3 separate regions of the Sus scrofa genome follow, and all the other regions are linked to region 3. A link is a contact called in public Hi-C data. All regions are on one chromosome and are shown on one strand. The core of a region is the stretch at or near the end of the contact, and the rest is flanking DNA. Distances in the headings are between cores, read along the strand shown. Region 1 holds the start of PPP1R7 (protein phosphatase 1 regulatory subunit 7). Region 2 holds the start of DTYMK (thymidylate kinase). Region 3 holds the start of FARP2 (FERM, RhoGEF and pleckstrin domain-containing protein 2).

What was found. A called contact is a pair of places that touch in the nucleus more often than the background predicts.
Region 1: a contact with region 3 is called in a Hi-C map of liver, with 4 times the contacts expected there. The contact joins the promoter of PPP1R7 here to the promoter of FARP2 in region 3. A contact is called at or near these places in 3 of 47 Hi-C or Micro-C datasets (brain, heart right ventricle and liver).
Region 2: a Hi-C map of liver shows a contact between it and region 3, with 9 times the contacts expected there. The contact joins the promoter of DTYMK here to the promoter of FARP2 in region 3. A contact is called at or near these places in 1 of 5 promoter capture datasets (liver) and 3 of 47 Hi-C or Micro-C datasets (embryonic fibroblasts, heart right ventricle and liver).

The regions. Positions count from the first base shown.
Region 1 is chr15:139,915,818-139,920,004 of Sscrofa11.1, forward strand. It overlaps PPP1R7 (protein phosphatase 1 regulatory subunit 7), which reads left to right and starts at 2,192. Exons shown (of 10, transcript NM_001243902.1): 1 at 2,192-2,273. The coding sequence starts at 2,222. It also overlaps a transcript of PASK not described here.
Region 2 is chr15:140,253,789-140,258,080 of Sscrofa11.1, forward strand. It overlaps DTYMK (thymidylate kinase), which reads right to left and starts at 2,015. Exons shown (of 5, transcript XM_021076414.1): 1 at 1,807-2,015; 2 at 96-204. The coding sequence starts at 1,936.
Region 3 is chr15:140,058,169-140,062,522 of Sscrofa11.1, forward strand. FARP2 (FERM, RhoGEF and pleckstrin domain-containing protein 2) reads left to right here and starts at 2,137. Exons shown (of 27, transcript XR_002339387.1): 1 at 2,137-2,280. SEPT2 (septin 2) reads left to right here. Exons shown (of 13, transcript NM_001243793.1): 13 at 1-123.

The sequences.
Region 1 (4,187 bases), core at 942-3,441, 140 kb before region 3:
AAAACCAGCAGGCTTTACGTCCCGCACAACTGGAGGGTCGCAGGAAACGGCGACCCTGCTCTCGTGGCCGTGCACCTCATCTCACTCGCTCTGAAATCCAGCACCAAGGCGGTGGTTTCAAAGGAGCCTCGGTCAACCCACTCGTTGATCCTAGAGAGCCTCCCGGAAAGGCAGCTGGGATTCGCCCCCGCTGGGACCCTGGCTGCAACCATTTCTGCAACCTTGCTCCACAGTGCTGACACCAGGGCTGGCAGGCACCATTCTGGAAGCCTCCCCCGGTCTCTAAGCACCCAGGGTTGGGCCCAGCCCACCAATGTGCCCACAGTAACCTCACCAGGCTGGGCCTCCCAGCCAGCTGGGCTGGGGCCAGTTCCACATACCAGCAATGCTGGGCCTCAGCTCCACCTCGACGCAAGAGCACACACAGCCCACATAGGGAACAGCCTGAAGCATCTGGCTCTGGGGGCCGCAGAGGAGCGCGCTGCTGAGCCCACAGAACCCCTCCGACAAAAGCCCACTGCCCCAGGGCTGAGGGGCATAACCAAACGACCTCATACAAAGAGATAACCACAGAGATTAGGCAAAATGAGAAGATGGCGGAAAATGTTCCAAATGAAAGAGCAAGAACCAAACTAAGCGAAGACAAGTCATCTAAGCGATAGGAGAGCCCAAGGTAACGATCACAGATGTCAGGAGAACAGGTGAGCGCCGTGAGAACGTCCAGAGTTACAAGGCACACGGAAGAAGCAATGAGAACGAAAGAATACAGCAACTGAAAAATACACTAGAAGGGATCAACGGTAGGAACTCTCTGGTGGTCTAGCCAGTTAAGGATGCGGCGTTGTCACTGCCCGGAATCGGGTTCGACCCCTGACCCGGGAACTTCCGCGTGCGGTGCGCGCGGCCAGAAAGAAAAAAAAGGCGCGGGTGAGCAGGTTGAAGACAAAGGCCAGAGAGGTAGCGGGCTCACGCTTTCACCCCGCGCTGCGCGGAAGAGCTCCGTGCCGCGCGTTCTCCCGGGGCCCACCTTCCAGCGGGGACGAGGGCACCCAGCCCCTCCGAGGGTGAGGATAGTGCGGGGGGCGTGTGGCCCCAGGACCTGCCGCGGCGCGGATGGCGGCAAACGGCCGCAAGGCGGCAAGCGGGCCTCCAGCCGGCCGGACCGCACGGAGGGAAGGCGGGCGGCGCGGGGCGCGGGCCGGCTCTCAGCGCACGCTTCTCACCGAAGGCCGGAGAGTCACCCGCCGAGTTCGCTTCACCCGCCAAGAAGGAACCGATCCGCGCCTCCTGCCCCGCCAGCCAATGGCAGGGCGGCCGGCGCCAAACGGCAGTCCCCACGGGCCAACCCCTGGCGCCGGTGGGCGGGACCCAGCGAGCGAGCCGAGACGCGCGCGACAACGGTTGCTAGGGACGCACCGGAGGCCTACGGCGCCTCGGAGGAGCCAAAGGGGCTGCGCCTCCACCTGCGCAGTCCGCGGACGCCGTGCTTCTGGCCTCAGGATTGAGGCGGTGAACAGAGCGGAGCTTGCCTCCCACAGGCGTCGGCCTGAAGGCAGGGCGCGCAAGGCGGCTCCTTCACGGCCCATGCTGCCTGCGGGGCCGGGGACTGACGGCGCTGTGGGGCCCGCAGTGGCTGGGTCGGCGTCCCGGGCCCCGACCTGCTCTCCAACCCCGCGTGCGGAAGGTCCCGGCTCCGGAACGAGTACAGGCGCACTGAGCTGTGCGTTAGCTGGAAGCGGCCCCTTCACACGGGCCAACTCCGCGCAGCGACGTTGGGACAAAGTCTGCCCATTGTGCAGACGCAGCCACTGAGACCCAGCGGGGCCGGTTCGCACTCGATTGACCCTCACTTTGCAGCCCCACGCAGGGACCCGCCCCTCCGTATCCAGCCACCAGCCCACGAGCGCGGATCGCCTCCCAGACTCCTCCCGCTCGCCTGCAGGCTCAGCTCCATGCGTCCGGCCCCGACTGCACCTGCCTTTTTCCCGCTCCTCGCTTCCAGAGCCTCCCCGGCACTAATCAGCTGCCTGCCGGGAGGTGAGGCTGGCTGCGGGGGGGCTGAGGATGGGCGCGGCCTCGCAGGAGGACTACAACTCCCATGAGACTCTGGGGCCGCGCAAAGCGCGTGGGACTCCATTGGCTGGGAAAGCTCTGAGCTGGGAGCCCTGATTGGCTGAGGGGCCTGAGGCGACAGATTCCGGAAAGGGGGAGAGCAGCGAACATGGCGGCGGAGCGCGGCACGGGCCAGCAACAGTCGCAGGAGATGATGGAGGGTGAGTGGCCTCGCGGGGCGGCGACCGAAGGGCCCAGCGGGTGGGGGCGGCGGCCCGTACCGGACTTGCCCGAGAGAAACGGGGCGGCGCGCTTCCGGCCGCGGCTTGGGCCCCGCAGCGCGCGCCGTCTGACATCTGCCAGCCGGCAGGGCGGGGGCGGCCCCGGACCTGGGGACCCCGGGCAGAGGCGTAGCGGGCGGCTGGGGAAGTGCCCAACCCAGAGCCAGGGGCGAGAGGCGGGGCGAGCCGGGCGCGTGGGAGGGGACTGAGGGCGCGGTGGTCCCGCAGCCCCGGCGTCGGCCAGCCCGAGGGAGCCTCCCACCGGATCTCTTGAGCCTGACTCGCGAGCCAGGTCCCCCGGCAGCTGACGATGAAACCGGGCACGGGGCTCCCTGGGACCTGCCCGAGTCAGCGTGGCGGGGCTGGAGGAGGGTCCTCGACAGCCCGTGGGTTGTGGGGAAGGGGTGACAAGGAGCCAAGAGTCGAGTTTTAGAATCGACAGCTTTCTGTTTCCAAAGCTATCATAGTTCAAAAAAAACCTACATTTCAACTTTTTTGCTTTGTTGAAAAAAATTATTTGCGTATTGTGTATGCATGTAATTACCTACACACACTTAACCCCGACCCGGAGAGTCAGCGGTGTCTTTGGGTGCTTACACACGGGCGTCCGCAGCTTTCCCAAGAGCAGCCGCTGTCTCGTGTGTGAGGTGCTAGCTAGGGAAGGAAGGGTGGGGAGCCGAGGGGAAAACAGGAAGGCTTGGCATGCTTGGGAGTGGAGGCTGCACAACCAAGGCCCGCTCTTCGCTGAACCTAGAAGGCTAACTGCAAGTCAGCCAGGTTGTGGATAGGCTGCGGGACAGATCATAGATCCTTTCAGGTGAGGGAAGCCGCTTGGATGAGGGCAAGAGGGTGTGAGAGAATGTGACCCGTTTGGAGGAGCGCACAGTCATATTGAGTGGGGGAGGGTGCCAGCGACGCTGGCCAGAGCCGTCCTGGAAGGGGGCACACGTGAAAGGTCATGGACTTTGAGGCGTTTAGATCTTTTGAGGCAAGGAAGCACCGCTTCTCATCCCCCTTCTTCCCACCTCCCACCTCCCTGGGCTTCCTCTTCACCTGTTTCCTTGTCTTGGTAAATGGCAAATGGCAACCCTAGCAGTTCTCTCTCTCCTGCTCCCACCCATGCGATTAATCACCTCCTTAATGTCTCCAAATGTTCACTACCGCTCCCATTCCTACGGCCCATACCTTGAGCCCGTCCCAAGTCTCCTTGTGTGCTGATCTGCTGTCCCTTGCCCTGCCCCTCAGGATAGTCCCAAGGTTCACTTTGGCTGCCCTTCATTTGCTAAGCCCCGCCCGCCCTGGGCTCAGCCACGCCAGACCATCGTCCAGGAGAACTTGCTGCCCCTTAGCCTTGACCACAGAGTGCCCTGTGCCTGCTAACAGCTAACCTATTAAATGTCTACACGTGTGTCTTGCACATGTTTCGTGCCTGATAGCAGCTCCGAAATGCAAGGGCTGTACCACCTCCTTCTACAGACAAGGGGACTGAAGAAGGAGAAGGAAAAAAGACGCCAAAGCCATGTCTGCCGGGCAAGATGCAAACGCAGGAAGAGCCCTGGCACTCCAGAAATTGTTGGAGTCAAAGATCAGATTTGGATTTTAGAATCAGAGCATTCTCTAGCAATGGAGAATAGATTAAACAGAGCGAGACAAGCCACCGAGAGACCAGTTGGGAGCCCAGGCCCCAGGTCATGAGCAGCTGATCCAAGGCAGCTGTCAGGGCAGGGAGAAGGGATGGCCTGGGAGGTTCGAGGGCTGGCTTTCGTTAGGACGTGCCCACAGTCCTTTCCTGGGTGCTGATTTGCTAGGCCCGGCAGGAGAGGCAAAGATGAAACAGAGCTTCCTTTCCCTCAA
Region 2 (4,292 bases), core at 765-3,264, 200 kb after region 3:
GCGTCACTCTCAACACCATTCAGAAACAAGACCTGCGTCCACTGACTCCTAAGGAGGCACCACAGGGGGAGGGCAGCCAAGGGCAAGGTGTTTACACGTGTTCCCAGCGGTTTGCGGAGAAAAGCAGGTGCACGGAGTGATCCTCCACCTCGCTTTTCTTTTCCAAGTAGGAAGCCAGGAGCTTGCCAATTTCAGTTGACCTCTCTAAAATAAAAAACACAAAAAAGTGAGGTTAGGCTTTCCATCTGCTTGAATAGTTTGTGCCAAACTTCCAGCCCTGAATCAAGAGGGAACTGAGTTCCTAGTTTCTTGTTGTTGTTTTGTTTTTTGTTTTTTGTTTTTTTTTTTTTTTGCGTTTTAGGGCCAAAGGTGTGGCATATGGGTTCCCAGGCTAGGGGTCAAATTGGAGCTGTAGCCGCTGGCCTACACCACAGCCACAGCAATGTGGGATCTGAGCTACGTCTGCGACCTACACCACAGCTCACAGCAACACCAGATTCTTAACCCACTGAGCGAGGCCAGGGATGGAACCTGCATCCTCATGGATACTAGTCAGGTTCATTTCCGCTGAGCCACAACGGAAACTCTGAACTTAGTTTCATTTTACAGCTTTAGATTCAGACTCAGACCTCAAGAAAGGGCAGCAGTGGGCAGATACGCTGGGCTGAAAGATGCTTTAGGAAGAAGGAACTCAGGCAGAAAGGAGCAACTGCAAAAATGCCAACAAGCTGACCAGACTGCGAACCAAAAAAGGTCAATCATAGTGCCTATACCTGTACATCAACCAACACAGGACTGTGTGGCACTGTATGTACTAATTGAAAAAAATCTGTAAGTGGACCAGCACAGTTCAAACCTCTGTTGTTCAAGAGTAAACTGGGTAAGATTTGCAGACTGGCTGGCCTAAAGATTAAAATGATAAGTATCTATAGTTCTCCTGTGGTGCAGTGGCTTAGAGATCTGGTGTTGTCACTGTAGCAGCTTGGGTGGCTGCTGTGGTGCAGGTTCCATCCTTGGTCTTAGTCTTTCCACAGGCCATGAAAACCAAAAAAAAAAAATCAGTAAATAGAAAAAAATGATAAATACTCAAAAAGCATTTTCAGAGTTCCCATTGTGGCTCAGAGTGTTAAGAACATGACAGTGTTGGTGAGGGTGCAGGTTTGATCCCTAGCCTTGCTCAGTGGGTAAAGGATCTGGTGTTGCTGCAAACTGCAAACTGCAGCATAGGCTACAGACGTGCAGCTCAGATCCGGTGTCCATGTGGCTGTGGCCCAGGTCGCAGATGCGGCTCAGATGCCGTGTGGCTGTGGTGTAAGCCATGGCTACAGCTCCAATTTGACCCCTAGCCAGGCAACTTCCATATGCCACAGGTGCAACCCTAAAACATATATATATATACACATACATATGGGCAAACAAAGCTAGTCAAACAAAACAGAGACTTGGATTACAGACAGCACCAGGAGACTTCTAGGGGTGATGGATACAGTCATTATCTTGACTGTAAAGATGGTTTCCTGGGTGTACACGTGTATCAAGACCCACTAAACACGTAGCATCAGAGCTACGCAAAAATAGAAGCACAGATGCATCCCGCTGAATGACAGGAACCAGGGCCGGCTCACAGGGCGCACATGGACGGCAGCCCCGCGCTCGGAGCTCCCCACCAGCAGACGGACAGCGAGCGCGTGTGCAGCAGCACTAGACTTCGCTCCTCCGTCCTCGGGTGCCCGCGAAGCCCGCGGGCCCCGCCCCCACCCAGGGTCCTCCCTTGGCCCCCGGCCTCCCGGAGCCCGGCGCGCCCACCCGGGAAGCGCAGGAGCTCGGCGCGGTGGCCCGCGGCGCACAGCGCGTCCACCAGCTTGCGGCTCTGCGTGCTCTTCCCCGCGCGGTCCACACCCTCCAGTACGATGAGAGCCCCGCGCCGGCCCGCCATCTCCGCGCCTTCCCGCCGCTGCCGCCGCCTCGCGTCGCCGCGTCGCCGCACCGCCCGGACCTCCCATTGGCCGACGTCCGCGGTGCGCGCCGGGATTGGCTCAGGTGGGACGGCGCCCAGGACGTGCGTTGAGATTGGCTGAGATTTTCTGGCGTCCCCGGCGCGCATTGGGATTGGCTCAGGTAGGACGGCGTCCGGGACGCGCTCTAGGATTGGCTAAAATGTTCTGGCGTCTGAAGCGCGCGCTAGGATTGGCTGCGATCTTCTGGCGTGCGGGGCGCGCGCTGGGATTGGCTGGGACAAGTCCGGCAGAGGCGGGGCGCCGTGTCGGGGTCGTGGGCGCTGGGTGGCGGGAACCCGGCGTGTGCGTTTGACCACGCTACGCTCGGAGCCTGCCTGTCGCCCTCAGGAATTGGCACCTGGGGGGCGGAAAGTTTGAGGGCGCGTGGTCCCGCGCCCAGAAGGCGCTCGGGATGTCTTGCCCCTGTTGTCTTCAGGCCGTGTGTTTCCCTCCCGTCAGGCCGGTCCCTAGTGTCCTCGGAACCTCGCGGCCGCCCGGCGGCGCCTCCCCGAATGCCGTCCCAGTGGGGGTCTTTCCTCAAGGCGGGGCTTTGGGGCGGAAAGCAACTTGAGGCCCGTAAGAAGCTAGAACGGCCTTTCCGGAACGTGGAACGTCTGAGTTTGCCACGGAGAGGCGCTCGTGTGGAACTGGAGGCGGTAGAAACTTGGCAGCCCTGGGATTCTGGGCTCTGCCCGCCAGGGAGCCTTTGAGAACCTCCGGACCTACCCTCCCCAGTGCATCCCGTGCTGTGCCACGCCCTGTGTCGCCGCGACCCACCATACCTTTGGTAGCTTTATGCTTTCCCGGTTGACCCTTTCTTGATTTAGTTTGAGGTTCTGGAAGGGCGATAGAATCTGTTACTCCCGGTTAATTGGCTTCCTTCTTTGGTGTGGAGCTTGGCGGTGTAACCAGAGCTGACTTTCAAGCACAACTTTTAAAATCGTCTGTGAGGTTCCCTGCACCCCCTCCTAACCCCAGTGAGAGAACAGCATGTGCACAATTAGGTTGCTGTTTCATCCCAGATCCTGGAATGAAGACGCACCGCCCAGCTGCAGCCCCAGTAAGAAATAAGCAGCTGTGATTCTGAGTCTCCTGAGATGCAGTGCTTTTTGTTACTGCAGTGTAACCTGGTGGAAGATCAAGGTACTGATGTTGCTTTCGTCTGATCAATATATCTTGTTCTAAAATGTCCATCTCCTTGCCTTCAAGAGGAGGAAGGGATTAAGTGCTGGAGATGGGCACTTGCCATCTGCCTGTACAAGGAGTGACTGGTGAGTCACTGCACCTGCTGACCCTCATCCGCTGGAAGAGCTCGGGGTGAGAGCAGGAGCGAGGCTCTCAGTGCCCTAGGAGAACTGGCAGAACAGGCCTTCAGACAGGTACTTTCAGGAGAGGATTTTATGAGCCCAATCATTGCATCTCCTTGTATCTGGAAAAGCACTGAAATCCTTCATGGTGGTGACTGCTCCTCATGACAAGCAGTGACCTTCACGACGCTGGCAGTTAACTTCTGTAAAATGTGTGTGTGCTTGTACCTCCCCCTTCGCCCAAATCTCATGTATGCTGACGTTCCGCCTACCTCTCGAGTGGTATTTCAGAACTTTCTCAAATGCTGCCTCCTGGGCTATAGTCCTCATTTTGCCCCAAATAAAACTGAACTGTCAACTTTTAAGTTGTGCATGTCTTTAAGTCGACAGAATACTGTGGAAGAGAAGCCCCGTGGGGTTGGGCAAATCATCTGTGGGATGAGCCTACCAGGAAGAAAAGGAAACAGGTGCAGTACATCAGCTTGTAACTGCACAGCCTTCCTGGTCACCCCTGGAAATGGGGGGAGCGCGGCTGACAGTCCTGGTATGCCAGAGAGGGGTAGATGTCCTTTTGGTGGCAGAAATGGCTAAATAAGTACAAGGACAGAGAAATTTGTTATTAAGATAAAACCAGCAATTTTGCTTCCACCTCTTCCAACATGGCATGTCTCTTTTCTCTCTCTCTTTTTTTTTTTTCTTTTTCTTTTTAGGGCCACACTTGTGGCATATGGAAGATCCCAGGCTAGGGGTCAAATTAGAGCTACAGCTGCCAGCCTACACCACAGCCACAGCAACACGGGAGCCGAGCCGCGTCTGCAACCTACATCACAGCTCACAGCAATGCCAGATCCTTAACCCACTGAGCAAGGCCAGGGATCAATCCTGCGTCCTCATGGATACTAGTGTTCATTAACCCCTGAGCCACGAAGGGAACTCCCACACCATGCCTCTTTTTTATTGGGATACCTTTGACTACAAGTACCCAGAA
Region 3 (4,354 bases), core at 887-3,386:
CTTTTACTAAGGGATAATCTTTACCTATGAAAGTGTATTTTGAAAACTTATTTTACACAGCAATTTTGTATCCATTGAAACTAACCTTTTATCAATAAAGCACTATTGTTTAGATACTGAGAATTTCTCATTGTTGGCTCTTTTTTTTTTTTTTTTTCTTTTTAAGGCCGTACCTGCAGCATATGGAGGTTCCCAGGCTAGGGGTCCAATCAGAGGTGTAGCTGCCGGCCTGCGCCACAGCCTCAGCAATGTCAGATCCCCAACCCACTGAACAGGGCCAGGGATCCAACCCGAATCCTCATGGATACTAGTCGGATTCATTTCCACTTTGCCACGAAGGGAACTTCTCGTTATAAAGATGGAGGGTCTTCTGGGAAAGAGTCAAGGAAAGCCCTGCTTTTCTTGTGTATTAAAATCAAGGGGGGGAGTTCCCGCTGTGTCATAGTGGAGTAGGAATATGACTGCAGCAGCTTGGATGACCGCCAAAGCTAGGGCTCAGTCTGTGGCCTGCAGCAGTGAGTTAAAGAACCTGGTGTAGGTCTGAGCCCCAGCTTTGATCCCTGGCCCAGGAACTTCATATGTTGGGGGGGGGGTGTGGAGGAATTTGTACCAACAGTACCAACACCTCTGTACTGGTGATCCCAAACCCCAAAGAGCATGCCATCAAGACTGGAAAGGAATCATTTCCAGGAAGAACGATAAAAATTAGCACTGGTGAGTTCAGTGACTTCTACCCACAGAATACAAAATTTATCTCATTCACTGTAGTTAGAACTATTAAGAAATTTTGAATGTGCCGCAGGTACAGTCCTAAAAAGCAATCAGTCAAAGCAAGCATGAAGGGGTTCCCACTGTGCACAGTGGAGTAATGATCCGGCTTCTCTCTGTGGCATTGGTGGGTTCAATCCCTGTCCTGAACACAGTGGATTAAGGATCTGGCCTCGCCGCAGCTATGGCGTAGGTCACAGATGCAGCTCAAATTCCATATCTGGTTTGAGAACTTCCATATGCCTTGGGTGTAGCCAAAAACAGAAAAATAAAAAATGGAAATGATTTTTTTGAGAAGCTGGTCTGCAGCCCTATCTGAATGGCCAGGCGGCCCTCTGGCTGCCCACTGCACTGACCACCCTAGGACAGTTTGGGCCCCCTTCCTTCCTGGTAGTTGTCTGCCTAGACTCCTGGAGAGTGAGGTCCCGGCTGTGCAGGTCCCCTCTCCAGCATTACACCCCGCAGTGTCGCCTCTCTGACCAGGTTCTCCGCTGCGGCACCCCGCTGGCACGAAGCATCTGTCCAGGGTCTTGCCCTAGGGGCAGTGAGAACAGTGCCTGGGTTCTGACATAGGCGCTGGCGCTGGTGTCCCTGGGGGCCGGTTAGAGGAAAAGCCTGGAGGGAGCGGTGGCCGAAAGGGATGCTCTACAGAGGCTCTGACCCTCCCACCTCTGGGTGAGGAGTCTGGGCCTTGCTGAAGCTAGACTCCAGGTTTGGTCCGGATCCATCCTGGATTTACTCCCTAGGGCAGCCGCGCGGGGGCGCCCCTGACCGGGCGCGTAGACCGCGGCGGGTGCCAAGACCGGGGCAAGCCGAACCGAGTCTTGAAGAGTGCATAGGAGTTCACTGAGTCCGTAGAAGGCGCGGGCTCGGCGTGGTGTCGTGTTTCCATTCCCGGGTGGAGGTCGCGAGGCTAGAGGAGGACCGCGAAGGCTTGGAGGGCCGTGGGCCTCCCCAGCAGGGCCTGTTTCCGCCGCAGCACATCCTCGCTTGGCACCCAGTGCCTCCAGGCCACGGCCTCAGTAGCCCCAGGAGGAGCGCAATTGCCAGGTGTGGCGGCAACCGGAAGACGAGCAGCTGGCGCGGAGGGAGCTGGCAAAGGGAACCCGCCCCTCCCCAGCGCCCCGCCCCGCCCCCCCCAGCGCCCCGCCCCGCCCCGAGCGGCCCCGCCCCGCCCCAGCGCCCCGCCCCGCCCCGAGCGAGGCCCCGCCCTGCGAGCAGAGGCGGTGCTGCATTGCGTTCGACTCCTTTTGTCCCCTCTCGCCCTGCCCCCTCCGGTCCGTTCACCAATCAGAACTCCGTGCCTCGCTTTCTGGTCGCTGGCCCCGGAGGCCCCGCCCCAGAAGCCCCCAGGCCAATCGGAGCTGCGTCCGCGGGGGCGGGGGCGGGGCCCAGGGCGGCCGGTTGGGGACCCGGCGCGCGGCGCGGGGGCGGCCCGCTAGTTGTCGGGAGCGGGCGGAGCCGCCGCGAGACCCGGGGGCCTCTGCAGGCGACGGCGCGGCTGGGCCGCGGGTAAGGACGCCGGGCTGCAGGCGGACAGGGTCCAGGCTGCGCCTCGCGACACGGGTGGTGGAGGCCGCGGGCCGAGGCCCCAGGCAAGGCGGGCGCCTCCAGACGGCAGTCGTCCAGGGGAGTCCACACCCCGGCTTGGAAGGCCTCCTCGGGCGGCGGGCCCCGTGCGAGGAGGGCCGTGTGTGGGGAGCCTGCCTGTTGGAGGCCTGGAATGGGCGGTGAGGGTCTCGCGTGGAGGCCCAAAGTGGGCTGGGGGTCCCGCGTGGAGGCCCGGGCGTGGGCAGAGAGGGTCCCGAGTGGAGGCCCGGAGTGGGCTGGGTGTCCGGCGTGGAGGCCTGGCAGTGGGAGGGTAGGGTCTCGCGTGGAGGCCCGGGAGTGGGCTCTGGGGCCCGGGCGTGGGCAGGGAGGGTCCCGCGTGGGCTGAGGGTCCGGCGTGGAGGGTCCCGCGTGGAGGCCGGGGTGTGGGCGGGGAGGCTCCGGCGGGGAGGCTGGGGCGGAGGCACAGGTGGAAGCTCTGTCCGCGGTGTGACCACGCCTTTTTCGACCGTTCCTTAATTTCGCGTTACCGCTGGGAATCCGCATCAGGTGTTAATGGTTTCACTCCTTGAAGCCTAGGAAGCCGCTTAAGGCTGGGAGGAGCCTCTAGAGAAAATCGTGAAAGCTGGGGCCGGAATCAGACCGGAGCATCGTTTACTCTGGTGGCAGCAGCCTCTGATGGCCTTGCTTGGACTGATCAGTCATTGCTGTGAAAAACAAATCCAAACAAGGCACGTGGAAGGAAATAACTCAGTCCACAGCGAAAGGATGGGAAGATTTTTCTGGGGTGGTTTTTCTCTTTAGATTCTGTGAGGGAGCGTTGGGCTGACCTTGTGCAGATGTTCGCTCACCTCAGGAGTGCTGGGCTGAGGGCTGGCTGAACGCAGACTGTTACAGCAGACGGCACCATCCTCTCCTGCCAGAGAGATGGGAGGGGACGTTTGAGGTCCACAGGCCTGGAGTGACCCGTACTTAATAGGCCAAATCTAATGTCAGTTTTCTGTATCTCCTGGGGTTTTGCTTTTTTTTTTTTTAATGCGTTCCTTACACCAGTAGACATAGGTCGTTGTGAAGCCCTTCCTACTGGTTCTTTTTCTGGTTCTCAGCTCTCCCCATTTGGAAGCAGAGGAAGTGGAGTTGATATCGGAGAGGCAGCAGTGAGTGATGGCTTGAAGCGAGATCCCAGTTCTCTGCTCAGGATTGATCCTGGGCAGCCTGGATGAAAACCAGGAACCCTATCCACTAGACTGGCCGAGGCCAAAAGCAGAATTGCCCTGATTCTTGTTCCCATTGAAAGCAAGACTGTTTCAAGGAGGCAAGGGGTGTAGAGTTTATTGTTAGCGTCACAGGACAACATGGGGAGAGACAGAAACACAGAGCCTTGGGCTGTGTGTCTAGGGCGGAAGCAAAGCCGTCATCGCTCCCAAAGGAGGAGTGAGGGTGCGGGCGTCCCCCTGGACGAGGAGCGAGCCACTTCTGTGGGACCGTTCTTCCCGGCCTTTGCCGTTGGCCCACTGCCTTGTTTTATCTTTCACACCCGACCAGACCCGGGGTCCTCCCCGACCTGCGTGCCCATCTCTCGACCAAGATGGAGGCCGGAGCAGAGCATGGCGGGAGGTTACCCAGACTCCTTATGGCCTGGCGCCCCCTCCCCTTCTGACCCAGAGGGGCTCTCTGCGCATGTGTGGTTGGGGTCTCCCTGCCCTGAGGATGGGGAGGACGTGGCCTCTTTGTTCTGCCCGGCAGGGCTCAGCCCCTCTCCTGATCCTATCATCATCTTTGTTTATCAAGGGCACAGAAGACAAGTGCCCGTCATTTGCCTTGTGCCTGTTGTTATTTCTGTCTTGCAGTATAGACAGGTGGCTGGTCGTGAATGTCTACCCTGTAGCCCACCTAGCTCCTGCCTCAGGAAGTGTAACTACAAGGCCAGTTGCAGTTGTGTGTCCTGGAGCCCGTCTGTCTCCTGCCTCAGAGTGGCTGGTTTAGGCTCACACCCTGGCTGTGCCTCCCCAGTGCTCCTGCTTTGTTGCGAATCAAC